Regions from separate parts of the Mus musculus genome. Here all the other regions are linked to region 2. Evidence: chromatin contacts called from public Hi-C data. All regions are on one chromosome and are shown on one strand. The core of a region is the stretch at or near the end of the contact, and the rest is flanking DNA. Distances in the headings are between cores, read along the strand shown.

Region 1 (2,700 bases), core at 99-2,598, 140 kb after region 2:
AGCAGTAGGCTTCTGCGTGAAGCTTACTTGAGCACAACACAGTGGCACTTCCACAGTGCGTCAGCGTAACAGCTGAGATGGCTGCTCAGTGATGATGGGAGGGTACCGTATACAGCGTGGATACCCTGAAAAGGGATGACTCTTGTGGCAGGCAAGATGGAGAAGGGCAGGGAGGGATTCTACCACGCCAATCAGACAGCACACGACTTCAAATTTATAAAGGGGAATCTTTCTGGAATTTTCCATTTCATATCTTTTTAAGTGTTTTTTTAATCAATTTATTTTTATTTTATGTGTATGAGTGTTTTTGCCTTCATGCATTTTTGTGCTCTGTGTGCTTGCCTCGTAGTTGTGGAGGCCAGAAGAGAGCACTGGATCCCCTAATGCTGGAGTCAACAGATGACTGCGAGCTACTATAAGGGTGCTGGGAACCGAAACTGGGTCCCCTGAAAGAGTTATATGTGCTCTTAACCACCTCTCCAGGCCCCTGATTTTGTATCCTTTGACCAGGTTGTCTGTGGGTACCTAACACCTCAGCAAGTGAAATCATGAAAGCGAGGGGGCCACTGTGCCAGGCTTTCTCTTTGAAAGTACACAATCCCATATGCCAAGCGTGCCCTTTACTCTCATTGACTGGTTCCCGGGGACCTGGCAGGTGCACCGGCACCAGAAGAAGATCCAAATAGGCCACACAGTATACTGTCTGGTTTTGTGTGTCAACTTGACACAGGCCGGAGTTTTCACAGAAAAAGGAGCCTCCTTTGAGGAAAAGCCTCCATAAGATCCAGCTGTAAGGCATTTTCTCAATTAGTGATCAAGCGGGGAGGGCCCATTGTGGGTGGAGCCATCCCTGGGCTGGTAGTCTTGGGTTCTATAAGAAAGCAAGCTGAGCAAGGCAAGGCAAGGGAAGCAAGCTAGTAAGGAACATCCCTCCATGGCCTCTGCATCAACTCCTGCTTCCTGACCTGCTTGAGTTCCAGTCCTGACTTCCTTTGGTGATGAACAGCAATGTGGAAGTGTAAGCTGAATAAACCCTTTCTTCCCCAACTTGCCTCTTGGTCATGATGTTTGTGCAGGAATAGAAACCCTGACTTAGACACAGGAAGGAACCAACTCTGCCTGCAAAGGTTAGGGAATGAGGGCAGCTTAGGGGAGATCAGGGCTGGCCCTCATGTGGCTCTTTGCCCCGCCTCAGCCTGGCTGCCTTCACCCTGGTTGATAAGCAGTGTGGTATCAGGGTTTGACTGGGCTCCATGGCGCTGGCTTTATAAAAGGCATCTCACTCACTCGTAGCTATTCAGATTTCAGAAATAAACGCTCCGCACTACTGATCAGAGCGCCCGGAGTCAACAGAGCCGGTGACATCTTAAGAAATGCACCCAGTACTTAAGGCTTTCATCTTAATTATACATGTTCAAATCATAGACAGATTTTCTCCTTCTGGTCCTGAATATCAGAGCTGCCAAATCCAATTGAATCATCTTCTTTTAAATGCATTTTTTTTTTTTTTTGCAGCCTGTGTTTCGCCGTTTTTCCTATTTCCATTGTAAACGAGCACCGGAATTGTGCTGAGGGCCCTTTTCTTACAGGCTGTATTATTCAACCAGCAAATGAAGAGAGGAAAATGCTGATTGCAAAAGAATTAAAAAAATGGTCCCGGGCAGCCTCCGGCTTCGGCTAGGGCCAGATGTGGCCAGGCCCAGGACGATCTCTGCTGGAGCGTGCCTGTCCCTCATCCCCTAGGAAGGGATGGATGGAAAAGACGCTTCTTTAGGGAGGGCATGCTCCTTCAGGGATGAGCCTCCAGGCCTGGTCAGGAAGGAGAGCCTTGGAAGTCTGCAGACAGGTCCTGGCATCTTGATCGTCATCACAGATGTCACACAATGTATTTATACTTATTTATTTTGTCATGTCTTGGTTTGAACCACCTCGGGGACTCATCTCCTGGAATCCCTCCAGGGGATGCTTTTACCATCACTGGCTGTGCTGACATTTGGTGCCTCTGTCTTCAGTGCAGCTCATTGCTTCTGTCTTCCCGGGGGTAAGGAGGTGGCTGGCGATAGACTCCCAAACTTCGGATGGGAACAGCAGCTGGCAGCAGAGATGCGATCTAGGAGCCCAGTGCCTGTAGTCCATCTGATTGTCCCTTTATGTCTTGCTTCCTGTCCACCCCTGCTCTGGAATGCCCCAGCACATGCTGGGGTCTTGACATTGACTTTGGAGTCCTCATTTCTCACCAGCTTCATTGTTGTTGATTTCACTGAAGGCCAAAGCCTGGTGTGGTGTCTGAGCCCAGGACTTTGGATCCATTTTGCAGTGGGGAGAAAAGTGTCTTTGATTCAGACCAGGCTCTTCGGTCCAGTTGTATGTAGAGCAATTGAGTTGTGTCTCTGTGGTGGTTAATATTAAATTGACTGGATTTGAAATCACCCATGAGACAAGAGTCTGTTAGGTGTTGCCTGCAAGCGCTTATCTAGATTAGATTAACTGAGGTGAGAGATTCAGTCTAAATGTGACCCCTGCCATGGGCTGGGGTCACATACCACATAAAAGGGGGAACATGAGGTGTGGTGGTTTGAATAGGAATGGCCCCCATAGAGTCATGTGTTTGAATGCTTGGCCATAGGCAGCGGCACTATTAGGAGGTATGGCCTCGTTGGAGGAATTACGTCACCTTGTGGGTGGGCTTTGAGGTCTCCT
Region 2 (2,700 bases), core at 47-2,546:
CTCAGTTCTCTGCCTCCAGGAAAACATGGCCACCTTCCCTCCCGCTGCCCTGATATAAGGACTGTGGCTGGATCTAGTGCCACACTGACTCGAGACGAGCTCCTCTTGCCCCATATCCACAGAACACCCACAAACTCTCCTCTCAAATGGGAGTTCATCTGAGGATCTGAGTGAACATGCATTTTGGGGGACACAGTCACCTGCTCCCTTCTACATCTTTCCTCTCTTCCTGGTCACATACCCTCTCTCCGTTGGGAAACTATCCCTCCCCCAGTCCACATGAGGCAGGTGGGCTGGTAATTGTAGTGGGTTTTCTCCTGTCCCCCTGGCCACAGGGTAAGACGTGTAACCTCTCTGAACAATCACATGTGTCGTCCCAGGCTGTAGGAGTGGCTCTGAGGGGAATGGGGTCTGAGCTGGCCAGGCAGACTCACCCTAGGGCTTTGGATATTTCCCAGGAGAGTTGAAGCAAAAGGGGACTGGGAGGTGGGGCGACATCACTCCAGTGAGCAGAGAGCCTTGAGGGATCTTGCTGTAGGGTCTCGCTGTAGGGTCTGTGGCCACCTCCCCTACTGCCTCAAGAAAGAAACTGGGGCTGGATGTAGTGGTGCATGCCTTTAATTCCAGCACAGAGGCAGGGAGATCTCTGTGAGTTCAAGGCCAGCCTAGTTTACATAGTGAGTTCCAGGACAGCCAAGGCTATATGGTGAGAGACCTTGACTTGAAACCGAACGAAACCAAAACCAAAATTAACAAGAAAGCAAGCTGGTAGTTGGGGTGTAGGAAGAGGTCATCTGTGGTCATTGCAGTGGGCAGATAGGAGCAGAAGGATGGGAGGGGGCGGGGAACCTGAAGAGCCATGAAGGGAAATCCAACGTGTGCTTGTGTTTCTTGCCTCAGAGGCCAGGTCTGGCTAACCATCTAGGGAATGATGAGCGCCCATCAGTGGGCGTGTATGAGGAGGGCTGGGGTGTCCAGCCATGGGGAACATTCTTCGAAGAGTTTCCACTCTGGGTAGGTACTGTACTAGATTAATGTCTCCAATAAGCACACACCAGGCCCCTCCTGTGTGCTGGGTCCCAGGGTTGTAGGGCTGTGTAGAGAAAAGACAATATTGAGGTAATGTAGGTCAGTTGGAGGCAAGGAGGCTCAAGAGGTGGACTTTGCTCCGGAGATGCTGGGCGGGAGGGTGGAAGGAAGCCCAATGCAGCGAGGGAGGCAGCTCCTCACGCTTACACAGCAGGTGCTTGGAAGCATTTGTTGAATAAATGAATTTAGATTATTTTATGGTTCACTTGCTTATGTCTGCCAGTGACTCACGCTGTGCACATCCTTCCTTTTGTGCAGCCTTCCCCAGCACACAGATACACAGGCACACACGTACACACATACACACGAGCACGCACACACACGTACACGCGCGTGCGCGCGCGCACGCACACACACACGCACACGCACACGCACACGCACACGCACACACACACGCACACGCACACACACACACACGCACACGCACTGTACACTGTTGATTGCCCAGTGCTTTGCCTGGCACCTGGAGCGCTGAGTAAGCAGCTGTGGTCCACATGCCTGCAAGGCTGTCAGATGGATGATTGGCAGCTGGTGGGGAAAACAGCCTTGCTCACTTTACTGTCTGCTTCCCCCCCCCCCCCCGCCCCCTCGGTGGTGCTGAGCTGGAAGCGCTGCGTGGCTTCTGGCACATGGGCTTAAACTCAGCACCTAATGACTCACTTTGTGGATTATCCACGGCCTGTTTCATTTATGACATCTCTCTTTTCAACGGTAAGCTTCTGGGATACATTTAGCAAGAACCAGGCATACGTGACCATTTTAACAGGGGTTCGTGACTCTCATAGTACTTGGGGAGCCTGGGGGCTTTTCAGAAGGGGGAGGGATGAAAACATCAAAGAGAAGCATGAGGTGGGGGCTGGGGCTGGGGTTTCTTTGCTGTTTAGAAAGTCCTGAGGCATGGGAGGGGTCAGCTCTTGCAGCCACGGACCCTATTCTTGGAAGGCAAGTCGTTGCTGCAGGTCCCACATTCAGCCACTAGATGTCAGTGTTTCTTAACAGACGGAGCTGGGGATGGCCTCTTGCAAGGGAAGTTCTAACTGGTGGTAAGTGCCTGCGGGGTGAGTGTGGATGCCACTGTCTATTTAAGAGTTTCCGTATATTTTATGTAGTGAGTCGTCTGAGGATCCCTGGAGTTCAGAACCACATTACCTCCATCCAGTCCAACTGCAGACAACTGTGTGTGTGTGTGTGTGTGTGTGTGTGTGTGTGTACGTGACATTGTCAGCAAGGAGAGGGTGGAGCTGGGCAATCAGGCTTTAGGAGCCTTTTTGCTTCCTGGCTGAGAGAAAGGAAAGACAATGTCAGATGTGGAGGGAGGGGAGAGGAGAAAGACAGCCAAAAGCTGGGGAGAACCCACCTCACATAGCATCACAGCATGGGCCACATCGACACCCTGGAACACTTCCGTGTGCCCCAAGCTTCACTCCTGGTAGAGCTTTGTGTGTTCCAGAGGCTCCCAGAAAATGTACCAAATGGAGGTTGTAGAGATGGAGGCAGAAGAGGGACATTGGAGTAAGAAGAATGATGGAGGCCCCCAGTATACTCATCAGAGGATGAGGAACAGAGCCCAATCCCCACCCCACACCCCAACACTTACTTTCCTCCCGGCTC
Region 3 (2,700 bases), core at 24-2,523, 160 kb after region 2:
CTCAGTAGTCACCAAACCACCCACTGCAGAAGGCAGCCTCTCTGACCGAGGCAGAAGGCAGAATGGAGTTACCAGCACACCCACAAATATTTAGAAGGTAATGTGACAGGAACTGTTTAGTAAATTTGACAGGTCCGCTTAGTAAAACAACAATAGACCCCCCTTAAGGGCTTGCGACCTACTTTTGTGTTACTGTGACAAAGTGCCTGAATAATGCAATTTAATTGGGGAAAGATTAATTTTGGCTCACAGTTTCAAAGGGGCTCAGTCCATCATGGGGAGGGATGGGGGGGGGGGAGAAGGAGACACAAACTACCTGTGGCCTCAGGAAAGTGAGTTATGGGCTTTTCATATCTCAGCTAACCAGGAAGCAGAGATTAGACCAGAACTAGGGCTGGCCCACCCTTAGTGACCTATGTCTGTCAGCCAGGCCTTATCCCCAGAAATCCCACAGCCCCCAAAGCATTGGCACCAAGCTCATGAGAGGGACATTTCCGATTCAAACCATGGCAAGACAGTCAGGTGCTATCCATGACCTCGTGGGGCGCGGCTGCTGGGGGTAGAACTCCATCCAAACCAGAACAAAGATGGCAGATTGAGTCCTGCACACCCAGGACTGTGGGCAGGTAGTAGGCCTGCATAGAGCATAGAGCATCCCAGGTGTGAATGCCTGTGGATGTGTGTGCACACATCACACACACACACACACACACACACACACACGCACACACGGTTGTGTAGGCAATGGTGAGATGACATCTTTCCAGGAATAAAAAAAAAAAAAACCCTAGTAATAGAGGCAGCTAGCCTGTCAGTGCCCTCTTTGAGGGCTCAGTGTTGTTTGAGCCCTTACAGGGCAGTCTGAACGTTCGGGGAGGCTCAGCATTGATTACTTTGCCCAAAGAGGCCACCGTCATAACCTTCCTTCCCAGCTGTGATCAGCTGTCTCTTGCCTCCTCTCCTTCCTGCCATTTATTAAGGACAGGGCAGAAGAGAGAAATGCGGTAAAATCCAATTAACTGCAGCTTCAAAAGGCATGCTCTTCATGCGGCTCCTGCCTCTCACCGCAGCAAACAACAGCGGGGCTTGCTGGCCTGCTGGCTTCCCACAGGCAGGTGTAGGGGAGGAGCATCCCAAGGGCCCCACCCCCACCCCAGGCAAAAAGGCCCAGAGTCAAGGTTGATCCATTTCTATCAAAGTAGAGGTAGGACCAGAGAGAATGGGATGCGCCCTATACAGCTGGGGACCTTCCACCGCCCTTTGGCTCCTCCTCTTCCCCTCCCCTCTACTTTGACCACAATCTGGACTCTCTAGAGGTTCCCACGTGTACCCTCTGGCCTCAAATCAAGGCCATTTTGGGGTTTGTGAACTCCGTCCCAAATCCTGTTTTGGCAGCACTAGGAGGCGGGGCTTCGCTGTAGGCAGATGTTATTGTTCTCCAGTGGAGATGGGGCATGCCAGGATGCTGTTGTGCAGATGGGTGGGAGTGGAGAGGGAGCCTGGGGGACTGTGAGCCGGATCAACGCAGATGGTGCCAGTCACACGCAATTGCGGTGGCGGCGGCAGACAATTTTGATGAAGCACGATGCAAACCTTCCACAGCCCGGAGCATTTCCGATGGCTTCTGAGCGCTCCCACCCCTCGCTGTTTCCTCTCACCAGGAGTCGCGGAATCCTTCAGAACTAAGCCCTGAATATGTAGGGGACCTTTGGCTGAGCTCTGCCCATCCTCACATCTAGGACTCATGTTGAATCTACCTTTGCTCTCTGAGCTTCAACAGGGCCTCCTCCAGGGCCCCTTCATTGTCACCTCCATAACCTCAGGGCGAGCCTGTACCCTAAGCCTAGCTCCTTCTAGTACTTTTCTCCTTTACTGCCAATGGTTACAAACACATCCACAGGGTCTATGCCACTGAGCAGATGGGTGTCTTTCTGTGTTGCTGGGACAAAACACCTGGCAGAGGTGAGGGAGGAGCGGCTTCTTTGGGCTCACAGTTGGCACACCCGTGAGGGCATTTTCTGGATTGATGATAACACATGGCAGAGCCAAGTCCATTAAAGGTGGGGCCACTGCTGAGCTCCTGGGTAGTATAAAAATATATAGTTGAGTGTGAGCCCAGAGCCAGCCATCGAACAGTGTTCTTGAAGTCTCTGCTTCAGTTCCTGCCTCCAGGTTCCTGCCCTCACTCCCCTCAGTGAGGGGCTGTAGGGCAGCAGTGTAAGTCAAGTAAACACAGTCCTTGCAAAGCTGCTTTTGGTCACGGTGTTTCTCAGAGCAGCAGAGAAACCAAACCAGAACACTCCAAGTATAACCAAACGGCCACTTTAAGCCACCAAGTTTGGGAGTAGTTTGATTCCCAGCACTGGTAAAGGATTTCGTCTACATTTGGACCCCTTGGAGGGTGGCACACAGACACTTCAGTATCTTCCTGACCCATCTCCCTCTAAGGATGTCAGGGAGGGTGGACCTCAGTGGGGAGTCATCCCAGGGTGGCCAGCTAAGAACACAGAACGCCAAGTTTAATTGGAATTTCAGACAATGAATAATTTTCATTAGTGTGTCCCATTGGGATATACTTATGTTAAACAAGATACTTGTCTTAGAAATCCAGTTTTTGTTTTGTTTTGTTTTGTTTTGTTTTGTTTTGTTTTGTTTGTTTTGAGATGCTCATTTTGATTTGTAACTTCTAGAAAAAGTCCT

The links. A called contact is a pair of places that touch in the nucleus more often than the background predicts.
Region 1: a contact with region 2 is called in a Hi-C map of cortical neurons, with 2.0 times the contacts expected there. The contact joins two enhancer-like sites. A contact is called at or near these places in 2 of 39 promoter capture datasets (both in liver), 10 of 484 Hi-C or Micro-C datasets (CD4 T cells, DN2 thymocytes, DN3 thymocytes and 7 more) and 7 of 115 datasets of contacts at active chromatin or transcription factors (a beta-TC-6 cell line, embryonic basal ganglia, embryonic limb bud and 3 more).
Region 3: a Hi-C map of cerebral cortex shows a contact between it and region 2, with 4 times the contacts expected there. The contact joins two enhancer-like sites. A contact is called at or near these places in 5 of 15 datasets of contacts at CTCF or cohesin (the NIH/3T3 cell line, embryonic stem cells, hippocampal excitatory neurons and 1 more), 96 of 484 Hi-C or Micro-C datasets (the AtT-20 cell line, B cells, the Ba/F3 cell line and 42 more), 11 of 115 datasets of contacts at active chromatin or transcription factors (PVALB interneurons, astrocytes, embryonic basal ganglia and 2 more) and 1 of 9 other capture datasets (embryonic stem cells).

What each region holds. Positions count from the first base shown.
Region 1 is chr11:114,498,544-114,501,243 of GRCm38.p6, reverse strand. The region is part of intron 1 of Gm39472 (a long non-coding RNA gene); the gene reads right to left. Among named protein-coding and RNA genes, the nearest start is that of Gm39472, 11 kb to the right of the region's middle. Within about 2 kb of position 1,348, at least 5 of the 459 cell types and tissues checked have an H3K27ac peak or open chromatin away from gene starts, as enhancers often do. A contact at or near this core is called in cortical neurons, where this site is marked.
Region 2 is chr11:114,635,892-114,638,591 of GRCm38.p6, reverse strand. No RefSeq gene overlaps it. Among named protein-coding and RNA genes, the nearest start is that of Gm31781, 11 kb to the right of the region's middle. Within about 2 kb of position 1,296, at least 30 of the 459 cell types and tissues checked have an H3K27ac peak or open chromatin away from gene starts, as enhancers often do. A contact at or near this core is called in cerebral cortex, cortical neurons and ganglionic eminence, where this site is marked.
Region 3 is chr11:114,471,449-114,474,148 of GRCm38.p6, reverse strand. No RefSeq gene overlaps it. Among named protein-coding and RNA genes, the nearest start is that of Gm39471, 12 kb to the left of the region's middle. Within about 2 kb of position 1,273, at least 32 of the 459 cell types and tissues checked have an H3K27ac peak or open chromatin away from gene starts, as enhancers often do. A contact at or near this core is called in cerebral cortex and ganglionic eminence, where this site is marked.